Regions from separate parts of the Mus musculus genome. Here regions 2 and 3 are each linked to region 1. Evidence: chromatin contacts called from public Hi-C and HiChIP or PLAC-seq data. All regions are on one chromosome and are shown on one strand. Each heading gives the region's core, a stretch centred on a gene start, on an enhancer-like site or on the middle of the called end of the contact. The rest is flanking DNA. Distances are from core to core; before and after follow the strand shown.

Evidence for each region. A called contact is a pair of places that touch in the nucleus more often than the background predicts. HiChIP or PLAC-seq counts read pairs in DNA pulled down with a chosen protein or histone mark.
Region 2: a Hi-C map of embryonic fibroblasts shows a contact between it and region 1, with 4 times the contacts expected there. The contact joins two enhancer-like sites. A contact is called at or near these places in 2 of 15 datasets of contacts at CTCF or cohesin (the NIH/3T3 cell line and large pre-B cells), 14 of 484 Hi-C or Micro-C datasets (the 3T3-L1 cell line, B cells, the N1E-115 cell line and 9 more), 2 of 115 datasets of contacts at active chromatin or transcription factors (acute myeloid leukemia and bone marrow-derived dendritic cells) and 2 of 9 other capture datasets (adipose tissue and liver).
Region 3: a contact with region 1 is called in a FOXA1 HiChIP or PLAC-seq map of pancreatic cancer cells. The contact joins two enhancer-like sites. A contact is called at or near these places in 1 of 115 datasets of contacts at active chromatin or transcription factors (pancreatic cancer cells) and 2 of 9 other capture datasets (adipose tissue and liver).

Annotation. Positions count from the first base shown.
Region 1 is chr14:70,133,300-70,137,422 of GRCm38.p6, forward strand. Bin3 (bridging integrator 3) reads left to right here. Exons shown (of 9, transcript NM_021328.4): 7 at 1,151-1,292; 8 at 1,437-1,571; 9 at 3,840-4,123. The coding sequence ends at 3,986. Among named protein-coding and RNA genes, the nearest start is that of Ccar2, 18 kb to the right of the region's middle. Within about 2 kb of position 2,077, at least 75 of the 459 cell types and tissues checked have an H3K27ac peak or open chromatin away from gene starts, as enhancers often do. A contact at or near this core is called in the NIH/3T3 cell line, embryonic fibroblasts and pancreatic cancer cells, where this site is marked.
Region 2 is chr14:69,910,086-69,914,208 of GRCm38.p6, forward strand. All of the region lies in intron 3 of Pebp4 (phosphatidylethanolamine binding protein 4), which reads left to right. Among named protein-coding and RNA genes, the nearest start is that of Pebp4, 72 kb to the left of the region's middle. Within about 2 kb of position 1,871, at least 61 of the 459 cell types and tissues checked have an H3K27ac peak or open chromatin away from gene starts, as enhancers often do. A contact at or near this core is called in the NIH/3T3 cell line and embryonic fibroblasts, where this site is marked.
Region 3 is chr14:70,339,166-70,343,288 of GRCm38.p6, forward strand. The region is part of intron 1 of Slc39a14 (solute carrier family 39 (zinc transporter), member 14); the gene reads right to left. Among named protein-coding and RNA genes, the nearest start is that of Slc39a14, 10 kb to the right of the region's middle. Within about 2 kb of position 2,371, at least 69 of the 459 cell types and tissues checked have an H3K27ac peak or open chromatin away from gene starts, as enhancers often do. A contact at or near this core is called in pancreatic cancer cells, where this site is marked.

The sequences.
Region 1 (4,123 bases), core at 827-3,326:
GTGAGCCTACTGAAGACAGCCTAAGCATTCAGATGTTCTCTCAGCTCAGGTGCATGGGAAAGGCTGGCCTCAGCCACCGACTGGCATCAACTGGCTTGTTCCTGACTTCCGTTAGCTTGCTTTGTCACGCTCTCTGGGCTCACCTAAATAAGGTGACTCTTGTGGTCCTAGGTCACCAGCTATGTCTGTCCACCCGAGTGTCCAGAGGCGTTGAATCTCTTGGCTGTTTGTCTGTATCACAGCAGGCTGTCAGAACTCCTGGCTGGTACAGTGGGCACTGCATGGTATGGTAGGAAAGTCTTGCCCAACAATGAGGCCAACAACACGTCCTCATGGCTTTGTAGTCAAGGAAGTTGCCCCATTTTCTCACTCCCAAGAGACCTGCTTGTAGAGTTACCTCACCTCCACCCCTCATCTGTGTCAAGAAGAACATTTACTCTTGCCTGCCCCCCACCTCAAAAGTGGCTCTTCCCTGCGCCTGTCCAAGATAGGATGGCCTTTCATGGGGGAAAGGTAGCCTTGATGATGGTTACACACAAATGCCAAAACTTTTCAAACACAGCCTGCTCTGCGTGGCCAGTCGTCTGAGTAGTCACACCATACTCCTTTTCAGTTGTGTTAGGTAGGAGCGGCTGGGACCATCTTTCTAAAGCGTGCTTTTTCCATTTGTTCTTTTAATGGGAGAACCATTCCCTTTGTGTTTCCTCACGGTGTAAAGGAACCCTTAGCCAGGATCTTTCTTTTTTGTCTCCTGCCAGTGGCACTGTGACATAGTAGAGAAGGTGTTGACAAACATGGATACTCATAGCCCTTTCCAGACCATCACTCCCTGGCTGTGGCCCTGCCTTCCCCTGTTGGTTTGGTTTGATTTGGTCTTTAGTGTATACAGTCGGATTCCAGCCCTGCTGACCTCGTGCTGAGGCTCCGCAGCAGGACAGGGAGCACCGGCAATCACAGCCTAACATCTGGGTCTGGGGAGAGCTCTCAGTACTGTCTGTGCCCCACGCCATCCCACCTGTACAAGCCCCAAAGCCTCAGAGCCTTATGAGACTGGCACATAGTAGGTGTGTCGCACATGTGTTTGAGTACGTAGTGACTGGGACACACCCCCACATGAGAAGCCTGTTTCCAACCAGGCTGTGCCCAACAGGTTCAGCAGCATATTCCCAAGCCTCAACATGGCGGTGAAGCGGCGGGAGCAGGCCTTGCAGGACTACGGGAGGCTGCAGGCCAAGGTGGAGAAGTACGAGGAAAAGGAGAAGACTGGCCCCGTGCTGGCCAAGCTCCACCAGGTACAGGGGAGACGCAATAGGCTAAATGGAACAACCATTGCCACGGGGTCCTCCTTTCAGGACCTGCGGAACCAGGATACTAGCTATTTCCACCCACCCTGCCCCCTTCAGTGACAGCCCTGACTCCAAGGTCTTGTTCCCCAGGCCCGAGAAGAGCTACGTCCTGTGCGGGAAGACTTTGAGGCCAAGAATAAACAACTCCTGGATGAGATGCCGCGGTTCTATGGCAGCCGACTTGACTATTTCCAACCCAGCTTTGAGTCCCTGATCCGGGCACAGGTGAGACAAGGCTTTTCCCTTGGGGAATCATCTTTGTAGGAACCCAGTTCCCGTTAGACATAGCCATGCTCTGCACAGACAGCAACACCTCCCTGCACCAGGCTCTATGAAAGTTCATGTGTTGTCCTAGTCAGCCCTGGTGCCTGGCACTGATACTGTACTGGAACTTCTGTTGGGTATCCTCCATTGGCAATCCACTCAGTCCCAACCCTATGATAGACAGGGTTCCTTTTTGTTTAACTCTTCGCCCCTTGAGTTCTTCCTCCCTTGCTTAATTAAGCAAGCAAGAAAAGCCCTGATTGCATCTTTAGCTACCACTTTGACTGAGCAGATCCTTTGAGAGGCCAGTAGTGACTGCTTGTGAGCCCAATAGGAGAGTTCCATTAGCCAGAGACCACAGGAGTCTTAACTTTCAGTTTCCTAGGGAGGGGTCCTGAATAGGCTCTGAAATGCTGGCCACTAGATATGAAGTGCCCCCTCGTGGAGAACAAATGGGAGTGCAGACCAGTATGGGGGTGGCAGCCAGAAAGAGGGTAAAACCCAGTCGGAGCCCAGTGTCTCCTGCTGCTGGGTCCAATTGGGATGGCATGCAGCAGGCTCCTGCCCTCCTCTCGCTGTTCATCTTCAGGCTTGTTCTCACCACTGGCAAGGTGGGAGAGGCAGTGGTACTGGAGCCAGGAGCAGGGCTTCTGCACACAGACCTCCTCACTGATCGCGGGTATTGGCTTCCATCTCTGGACTCCAACACTCTCTGGCCACCAAGCTAAGGCTTCTTGTCCACAAATTCTGCCTGCCCTGCTTCTTGTCTTAGCTGCACCTCTGCTGCCCTCCAGTGGACATCATCATTCCCTGTTGCTTTCCTAGCCACAGGGGCCATGGTAAAGCCTGATTCCCACTTCCCAGCCTTCATTTGGAATGATACCCAAAGCCATGGCGTAGAATGCCCATCAAGAAGCCCAGGCAAGGTTTGGACTGGAGCCTGGACTTGCTAGTGACACGTTTTCAGTCCGGTGCTCTCTAGGGAGTGAGACAGACAACAGAAGCGGGAGGATGCTCTCCTGTAGTCCCTGCAGGTGAGGGCTGCCTTCCAGCTGCTGCACCCTCTGTTTGGATGAGGCCTGGATTTACAGGAGATCTTGGCCTGCTCTCTTTTGCTGACACCTGCCTCTGCTTCTAGTGAGCTGCATACACCATCCCCACCCCCAGATCCTTAGAGGAAGCTGCAGGGTGCCCAGGCTATGGGGTACCCCGTAACCAAGCAGCAGGGTAGCCAGGGTTGTTTACCACCTCTCCCTGTGCCAGCCTCCTTCTCACCCGGCTGCTGCTGCTATTAGTCACTAGAGAAGTGCGCATTCCAGATGACTCAACAGGCATTGTGTCTTAGGCAGGGATTGGGGGCGGGGGTACCTGGCCCGCTACAACTTAGCTGGGGATTCTAAAGAGACTTCCTAGGATACCATGTCCCACTGGCCCTTGCTGCACAGCCACCCTCCCAGTCCCCATCGTCTGGTTTCTTAGATGGAAGGAGAATCCTAGAGACATCTCAAAGTTGAGGTGCTTGAAGAATGGGGACACTTTGATGAGATGTGATGTCACATCAGGAAGTGGAAGCTGAGGCAGAAATGGCCTCTAGCCTCTGTGGAAAAGTCGCCATCTATCACATAGAGAAACCCCTCCACTCTTGGACCTGCCTCCCACCTCTCACCCAGTCACTCTCACCACATCAGTGCTGCTTTTCTTCCAGGCAACTTAACCTAGATGTGATAACTAGCAAAACTGGGAAGGGGTGGGATCTGGGGAGCTGACACCTCCCTTAACTGGACTTCTAGGGCCAGCTCTCAAGACTTGGGGAGCCAATGTCTGCTGGGTTCTTCTTCCATGACCAAAAGCCCCTGGCTCCTCTCCTTGCTTAGAAACAGCAGTAAGCCCCAGGCCTGCCCTTGCCCACATACTGCCCTCTGGCACCCTCAAATGTAGTCTCCCTGCCCAATCTAGCTATTTTGGTCTTGACAAACCTTTCTCTGTGGTATATATTTCCAAAAGCCCCAGCTGTGGTTCCCTACCCCTAGACTGCTGAGGGATAGATAGATAGGGTGAGGTCTAAGAGGCAGTGATGGAACAAGTGAGAGACACACCCCACCGCCTTCAGCCAGAGCAACCCACAGACCCAGAGCCAGGCCCTGCTTGTGCCTCTCACCTGCTTTGCTGACTGAGTGCTGTGTAGAACTGGAGTCCAGTTCCTGCCAACAACTCTTGTCTCCTACCCAGGTTATATACTACTCAGAAATGCATAAGATCTTTGGAGACCTGACCCAGCAGCTTGACCAGCCAGGCCACTCAGATGAGCAGCGAGAGCGGGAAAATGAGACCAAACTAAGTGAACTCCGAGCCCTCTCCATCGTGGCTGATGACTGAGCCCCTGTCCCTCAGGAGTCCTTAGACTCTTTGGGACACAGGTGACATCTCTATAGGCTTTGCTCCTAGCGGGCATGGATTCATGGACCTCCCAATGGCCAGGCAGTTGGAGACAGGTGGCCACTATTGTACCTTGC
Region 2 (4,123 bases), core at 621-3,120, 220 kb before region 1:
TGGCGGGTGGCTTCTAATGTCCCACACCCAGCTTTTCCCACCTCCAAAGACAGAGGAAAAAAAGTGATTTATCACATAATAATATCAGGAATATCAGTCCACCTCTGGACCACTCTCTAGGGTCCCTAAGGGAATTCTAGGCATGGCAGGTTGCAGGAAAATATCAGGGATTAGGAGTCTTCTACCGGGGCTTCCTTAGAAAGGCCTCTACTCTTCTTTCCACTTTCTTCCTTGCTTTTCTCCCTCCCAGCAGGCTGGTTTCCCGATTTCCCTGCCATTTCTTGTCCCACCCACAAAGGAGTACTCGAAGCTCCTTCTCCTCTATATGACTTCTCCCAGCTCCCCACTCCTGTACACTGTACACTGTACAACTGTACACTGGTGGCACTGGTTTCCTCCTTAGAAGCTTCATATTCCTTATGGAAAATATGTTGCTTATAAAAAAAAAACTAAAAAAAAATCACCCATTATTTGGACAAATATTCTCCTAGTCTTGTTCCTCCTTCCTGTTTATTATGTGTATTTTAATTGACAGTAGGCTGTATTTATCCCTTTCTGGGGAGAGGGGAGGCTAGGGGGCTCATGTCAGGCTATGTGGTTAAGCACAAAAGAGGCTGGTTATCACAGTGGTTAGTTGTGGCTGAGTGCTGGAGTCTAGCTGGGTTTAAACATGCAATCCAGAGACCTGAACAGTGGCTGTAGGTGTTTCTGCGTTTAGAATATGTGATTGTCACCAAGCCTTTATAATTTAATTTTGTTTTTCCTTTCTGGTTGCATGGTGCAGTTCCTGCATTCAGTGATACCCACTTCCATATTTACCACCCTAAGCATCTTCCTAGGTTTACAAACAGCCATCCCCTAGGGTAGCATAATGCCCCCAGCCAACAATGCCCAGAGAAAGGAACCCAAGATCTGATGGTAGGAGATGTGTTTATTTGCCCCATGGCTTGCTGAGTGGGGGACAGTAGTAATCAGGTGTGCTGACATTGCCCTTCCTTTGGTCATTCAGCGGGGGACCTTGAGACAAGCAAGACGTCCTGGACATGCTCAAGTGGTCTTATTCAGGGGACTCCAGGCAGGTACCCTATTGGGTGACAGGCATCACCATGGCCTATACTCCCTAGGCATCCTAACCAGCTAGGTGCCTCTGTTGCTCCTGCACAGAGACTCTTTACGCCCACCCAGGACCTCGTAGTGGCCGGACTGCACTCCCACAGCGAGCGTGCGGGTCTTCAGGGCACCTCCACTTTTGCCCCTTTTGTCCCGAAGGGTGTGTCCTTTTGCCCACCTGGTTGGTGGGGAGAGTTGCGTCTCCTGTCATCTCTGCTTGCCCTGCAGGCTGGCAGGAGGGGCATGGTTGGAACCGAGTCCTCAGCTGCCTGTTTGCACTGGCAGTATCCCCTCCTGGGCTTCTCCCAGCATTACACCGGTGGGAGGCAGGGAGGGCACCACACTCTTAGTAAGCCGAGGAATCCCCTCCTGGTGGCTGTGAAGGGGATCAGAAGGGGGCGAGGCTCTCCAGTGGCTGCCTTTTAGTTTTCCAGGGAGGCGCCATCCTCTCAGCTCAGTGGTGGAGATGGAGGTGCTCACCAATCTGTTCTGGGGACAGCGCATCTCTTCTCCCCACCCTGCCCTTGACGGTGTGTGTGGAGAGCCCAGGTCCCTTGGCAACCAGTCACCCCAGCCTTCCCTGTGAGAGGACCTGAGGTGATTCTCCTCCCAGCTGCTTGTGCCTCTTGCCTGGCTGCCCTAAGCAAGTTGCTTTGTCATTTTGCAAAAACACCTTCCACCCTCCCCACCCCGCCCCCTAGTCTGTTTCAGAAATGGCATTGACTCAGACCTGAGTCACAAGAGAATGTGGGCCCTGGCCCTCTCCTAAGGTTCTGCCCTAGCTGCGGCCAGCTCTCCACCCACGTCCCCGAAGCCTGCTGGACTCACAAGCTACCTCTTGGCTATCTAGCCCGATGGACGGGCTACCCTCAACCGCCTTTCCACCTCCCAGGGCCAGCTCTTCCCTGACTCCCCTAACCTTCCATCCCAAGTGCTGCAAAGGCCGAGAGTCTCTAACTCCTGTGGGCTACAGTCTTTTTCTCTGTCCCTTGTCCCCACCCCAACCCCCCTCCCCCCACCCCCACCCCCAGGCAGGACACCTGCCTCTGGCTTTCCCAAAGAGAAGACAGGTGTCTGGGGTCAGTGCAGGAGCCTGGTGCTCAGGAAAGGACACACAGTATCTCCAGGTGGATGACCAGTATGCATTGCCCCTCGGGACCTTGGGCCAGCCACCTCCTCCTCTGACTACCCTTCCTTCACCCCTCCCACCCCTCCCCAGCTCTGGGTTAGAAGGTGCCACACGACTCTATTTTTAGTCCCACCAGGCTGCCTGCTAGGAGCAGTCTCCATCTGCAGCACTCAGAGCCCTTCGCAAATGCTAATGAATGGGAGTGCTTCCTCCCAGTGACAGAACTTGAGCAGGTACTTCACCCTCCCCAGCTATGTTGTAGCAGGGGAAACTGAGGCACGGGGTTAGGGTTTGGAGATGTGATCCAGGCATTCACCCAGAAAAACCTTAAGTTTCCTACACCTTTTGTGGCTTCAGCCTTTAGGTCTTGAGTTACATTCACAGGCTGGGCAGTACATATGCTCAAAGACCAATCAAACTCCTAGGACAGATGAGCCCAGAAACTGATCATCTCCACTCCATCTGCAGTCCCTCGCTGGGGGTTCAGTGATGTTTATGGTCTGCTCATAATCCCATTTGGCTTCCTGGAGGAGATGAGGCCCGCCCACCCGAGTCCAGGCTGTCTTTGAGAGGAAGAGTGTTAAGCAGGAGGCAGAGGCAGAGGGCACGAGGTCAGTCCTTACACAAAAGGAGTCGCTGCTGCTGAAAATGTGCTTTGTGTGGAGATGGGGGGCAAGGACATCAGCCTGGGTGGGCTGGCATGGGCTAGCTGAAGTGGGTTTGATAATCATGGTGGTGGCTGTCAGGAGGATGTTATTGGTAGGTTAAGAGGCTCCTGCAGTAATGTAGGCAGATGATAACTACGCAGGGCAGGCATCCCGGAGAGAAGCCACAGAGAAGACAAGTGTTTCGAGAACCCTCTCTCTGACAGTCACTTAGCCAGGGCTGCTGGTGGCACAGCCCCCTTTACCCTGTGGCCTGCTATCAGGCAGGCATTTCCCTAGGACCTCAGGCAGGCCTCCTCACACAGGTGGAAGGAATTGCCTTTCCTTTCTGAGCTGGATGCCTTGGAGTTCCAGGGAGGTAGGTGCCCCGCCTGCCTTCCGGCTCTGCCATGGCAACCAGAGGCCAGGCACGTCTTGTGAGTTTCTGAATGCTTGTTGAATGAATGGTGGTTTGATCAGAGGAGCATAAACAAAGGGATAGGAAATCCTCCCTGCACTGAGAGCAGAGGGGTGCCGAGTGGGATGGTAGGATGGATCACAAGTTTGGAAAGGAAGCTAGCAGGGCACCCTGGCCGGCCTTCATGGCCTATTCTGTGGATGTGGAAATGCAGCTTGCCAGGAAATAACCTTACTGGTTATCAGGGTCCCTACCTGCAAACCCCAAATTCAGAGCTGTTCTTTGAGTACTCAGTATAGATCCTTATTGAAGAAGGCTGTACAGACAGCAGACTTGGGTGTCAGCTCCTTAAAATGCCCAGAAAGAAGGGCACAAGGACACAGGGCACCTCCATGCCACAGCTCCATTTCCGGATGTCAGGGGTGCCGAGTGATGATCCTCTTTGTTTTTCCAGTCACGACGGCAGCATCCTGCCTGGAGATTTCAGGCCTTCTTGTCCTGTGGATAGTTTTCTCTCGTCATCTGTCCAGGGTCAAATATTGTGAGAATTCTTAACCAATGTCTTCTTTCCTCCTCCCATGACAACCTAAAATTCAATTCCACCCCAGTCCACCTGCAGAGCATGCGTGAGGGGTTATTTGCAGGAGCTTGGTCGACCTCAAAGCAGCCACACTGTTAAAGTCTTCAACCAGCATGAATGGTGGCTTCTCCTCGGTCACATAAGAGAGAGCCTTCTTGAGTTAGCTTTCTCTAACTTAAATACTCTCGGACCTCCACAACCAGAGCCGAGTGTAATTAGGGAAAAATTGCACCCACACGGCA
Region 3 (4,123 bases), core at 1,121-3,620, 210 kb after region 1:
AGCGTGATTAGAAAAACCTTGCCCAAGGCTAGCATGGGGTTCACTTTTCCTAAGCCAGGCATGGGGGTACACATCTGCAACCTCAGCACTTGGAGCAGATGGCATGAAGCTCTTCATGGAGTCAAGGCTAGCCCAATCTACACAGCAAGTTTCAGGCTAAGAGGTCGATGGAGAGACTGACAAAAGGGAGAAACAACAACAAAGACTTTGTACTCTGTAGTTACAGACATTTGAATTTCTTGCATTTAAAAACTTTAATCTCTAATCCACCTAGAGTTTACTTTGGCTTAAGAAAAATCTAATTTCGTTTTTCTAAATAATTAGCTGGTTATCCCAATATTGCTAAAGCATAGTGTCTATTATTTCTTTATCCTAAAGCACATATACTCCTTTCTAAAGCTCCTTGTGGAGTTCAGGCATCCTGAGGCTCAGGGACCTGGAAGCCAAAGTCAAGTCATCAAGCTTGGTGTCGTTTACCTACTGAGCCATCTCATCAGCCCTTAGCGTCTTCCCTGCCCCAAGTCACTGTGTAAGCCAGGCTGACCTCAAACGCACCGAGATCCACCTGCCTCCTGGACTAGAGGCATGGACCACCTCACTCTTTTCTAAAGTTTTATCTTGAGATAGGATCTTGCTTACTAAGGCCTTAGATTCGATCCCATGGTACCACCCCCAGACAGACAACAAATCACAACCTACCAAAGAAAAGCAATCTAAGTGTGCAGCAGAAAGGACTGCTACTATGAACCCGCGTAACGACATGCATCCAAAGGTGAGGAGTTAGAAAAGACTCTGGGCCAGCAAGATGGCCCAGTGGGTAAAAGTGCCTGGGACACAAGCCAGGTGATCTGAGTCTAACCCCTGAAACTCACTTACATGGGTAAATGGAGAGATCACCCTCCAGAAAAAGAAAAATGTTCTCTGATTTCCACACATGTGCCATGGCAAATGCACTCCCCATCGTACATACACATATAAACTATTGCTAAATAAACATAAGAGCTAAGAGTGCTCCCAGTCACACAGACCTCAGCCTGACCCTGGATCCCACATTATCAACTTCGAGGATCTAAGTCAAGACACAAGCCGATGGGACTTGGTTACCTTACAGCGAGAAGCAAAGGCTGGAATGGCCCCTCCCTCGGAGTAGCCAAAAAGGTGAGATACAGAATAGAAACATAGTACTTGCTATGCCACTCAATAAATGTTAGTTGTCTAGAGACAGAGTAACATAGACAAGAGAAATAAAGAAGGTCTAGAGATACAGCTCAGAGCTGCAACACTCTAGTGGTCCCTCAGCCCCAACCCTGCACTTCCTACAGGGACACCCTGCACCTGGGACGTCTGATCAGGGATGTCAGATGGGGGCGGGGGGGGGGGGCGGCTCTCAGATCTGCAACATCAAACGGGCAGGTGGGTAGCAGGAAGCCTAGGGTTGGGCTCTGAACCAGAGCATCCAGGCCTGCTTTCTGTCACAGGGCTGAAGAGCAGTATTTTTCTCCTCCCTCCTCTTGTTCATAGGTTCATGAGCCAGATTCTACAAAGGTTGTCTCCCTGCATAAGCTGAATGGTACCCACAAATCACCTCCATGGGAAACCTCAGGAATGTGATCTGAGTAAGAAGTGGGGCCTCTGCTGATGAAGTCAGGCAAGGATGTTAAGAGTAAAAGCATCAGGGGGTGGGTGGCTATGGGGGACTTTTGGTATAGCATTGCAGATGTAAATGAGCGAAATACCTAATAAAAAATGGAAAAAAAAAAAAAAAAAAAAAAAAAAAAGAGTAAAAGCATCCTGGAATCTGGATGGGCCCTAAATCCAATGGCTCTCGTCATTATCAGAAAAAGGGGAGGAGATGGGGACATACACACACACAGAATTAAGGAAGGTGGTAGAAGGACCAAAACAGAGGCTAGTGTTATGTAGCCACAAGCCAGGAAGTACCAAAGGTCCCTTCCCCACCTACTGTGACTACTCCTCCCACCCCCAAACCCCTACCTAGACCTGAAGCTGAAGACATCAGGAAGGATTCTTTAACAGGAAGAGCTGTTGGAGCAGAGCCCCACCCACACTTGATCTCAGCCTTCTGACTCCAGGAACTACAGAGAACACCGTGGTGGTTGGAAACCACCAACCTCCGGCAACCTGTCAGGAAAGCGAGCTCTAGGTAAATACTTTGGTGTTGGCATCAAGGCGGGATCACTTTAGTCAGGTTTATAGTTCTAAGATGACTCCTGTGACCCTTGCCTTCTTTGTGGGCAGCACCTGTAATTGAGATGGCACTCCTGCGTCATACCTGCAGGGAGGCTGCAGCTGGTGGCTGACAGATAGGAACTGAGACTGGTGGAGGCCCTGGCCAGCACGTAGCAGGTGGAGGTAAGAGAATCAAGAGTTCAAGGGCATCCACAGCCTCACAGTGAGTGCAAGGCCAGCTCGGGTTACAGGAGACCCTGCTTCAAAAGTTAAAAGGGAGAGAGGGAGCTGGCCTTGTGCCTACACTGGTAGAGTGCTTGCCTAAGATAAACAAAGCCCTGGCTTCCATCCTAAACACAATCTGTGTGGTGGCACCTGCCTGTGATTCCAACAATGGTGGTGAAGGAAGAAGAATCTGAAGTTCAAGGTTTAAGGCCTGCCTATGATACATGAGACCCTGTCCCAGAAACAAAAACAAGAGATATTAGGAAATAGGGAGAGAGGGTTTTCTAGGAACTGAATGTGGTCCCTGGCTAGCAACCAGAGGAAGGGAAAATCCATCCTACATCAACAAGGAGCCGACTTCTTTCCAACCTTGCAAGCCACCCTCCCAGAAAAGAACTTTGGTTGGCACTTCGACTTTAGCTTTGTAGGGCTCTTAGCAAGCTAGACTGGCCAAGAGGAATGGGAAATCACAAAATGGGTGATCACAAACCTATAGTGTTGCACTAACGTGCCTGCCACACACTTCCATTTCCTAAAAGTATGAATGGCAAGTTCTGGTCACAGGTGGTGGTGGCCCCAAGCTGAGCAGGTCTCTGAGCTCCCCCCTACTCTGGATGAACCTCCATTAGCCCGTCCTACTGACAACATCACGCACATGACTACTAGAGTAGTGAGGGCAGAGGACACTCAGGATAGTGGTTTCTGACTATGGCTGGTGTTGATTAGCTTTCACGCAGGCGGCCCCTCTGGCCTTTTAACATCAGGTTACAGTATGTTCTATGAGTTACAATACTACTGAAGCTATGAAGTTAATAAGACTATTGCTTAGGACATATGCCAAGCCAGGCAGTGTCACCTGCCTACAAAGCCAGCACTGAGGGGACACTGAGGCAGGAAGATGGGTAAGACTGAATCCAGCCTGGGTTTTAAACAGAGATCCCATCTCAGAAGAGAGACGTGGACTGGGGAGATGGCTCAGCAGGTAAGAGCACTGGCCTCAAGCCTGACCACCTGAGCTGCATCCTCAGAACCCACAAGAGAAGGCAAGAACTGGTTCTAGCCAATTATGCTCTGACCTCTGCACGGGTGTGCGTGTGAGCGCATACAAGCAGTTGATCAATGTAAAAAGAAAAACTTCAAAGATAAATGTAGCAGTTACTTAGTGTCTTCACTGCTAAGCCTTCCATTTTTCTCCTAAGTTCTAATTTAAAAGGATATACACACATACATATATACATACATGCATACACACATACATACATGCATGCATGCATACATACACGCATACATACATGCATACATACATGTCTGAGTATGTGTATGCCTCCCTTTTCCCATTTCTATCTCCTCTGTGGATACCAGCCAAAACTCTAAGCAGACTTGTCCCAGACACTCTGGCTGGTTTTGTTCTCTTTTCCTGAAGACCCTCCCCACACTCTTTCCGCAGCTGCCTGTGAATCTCTATAGCTGACATGTCCTGAGTTTCTTCCTTTCTTCATTCTCTTCCTTCCAGCAAGTGTCAGCTTTACATCACTTGGCCTGCTTTTCTCTCAAACTCTAATAAAACAGTCTTTGAGCTTTAAAACTGATAGATACATAGACAGACAGACAGACAGACAGATAGATAGATGAGGCGCAGACAGCAGAGGGCTGAGAGGGGCAATCAGAAGGGATGATATCCCGATGACACTGTAGGTACAAATGTCCC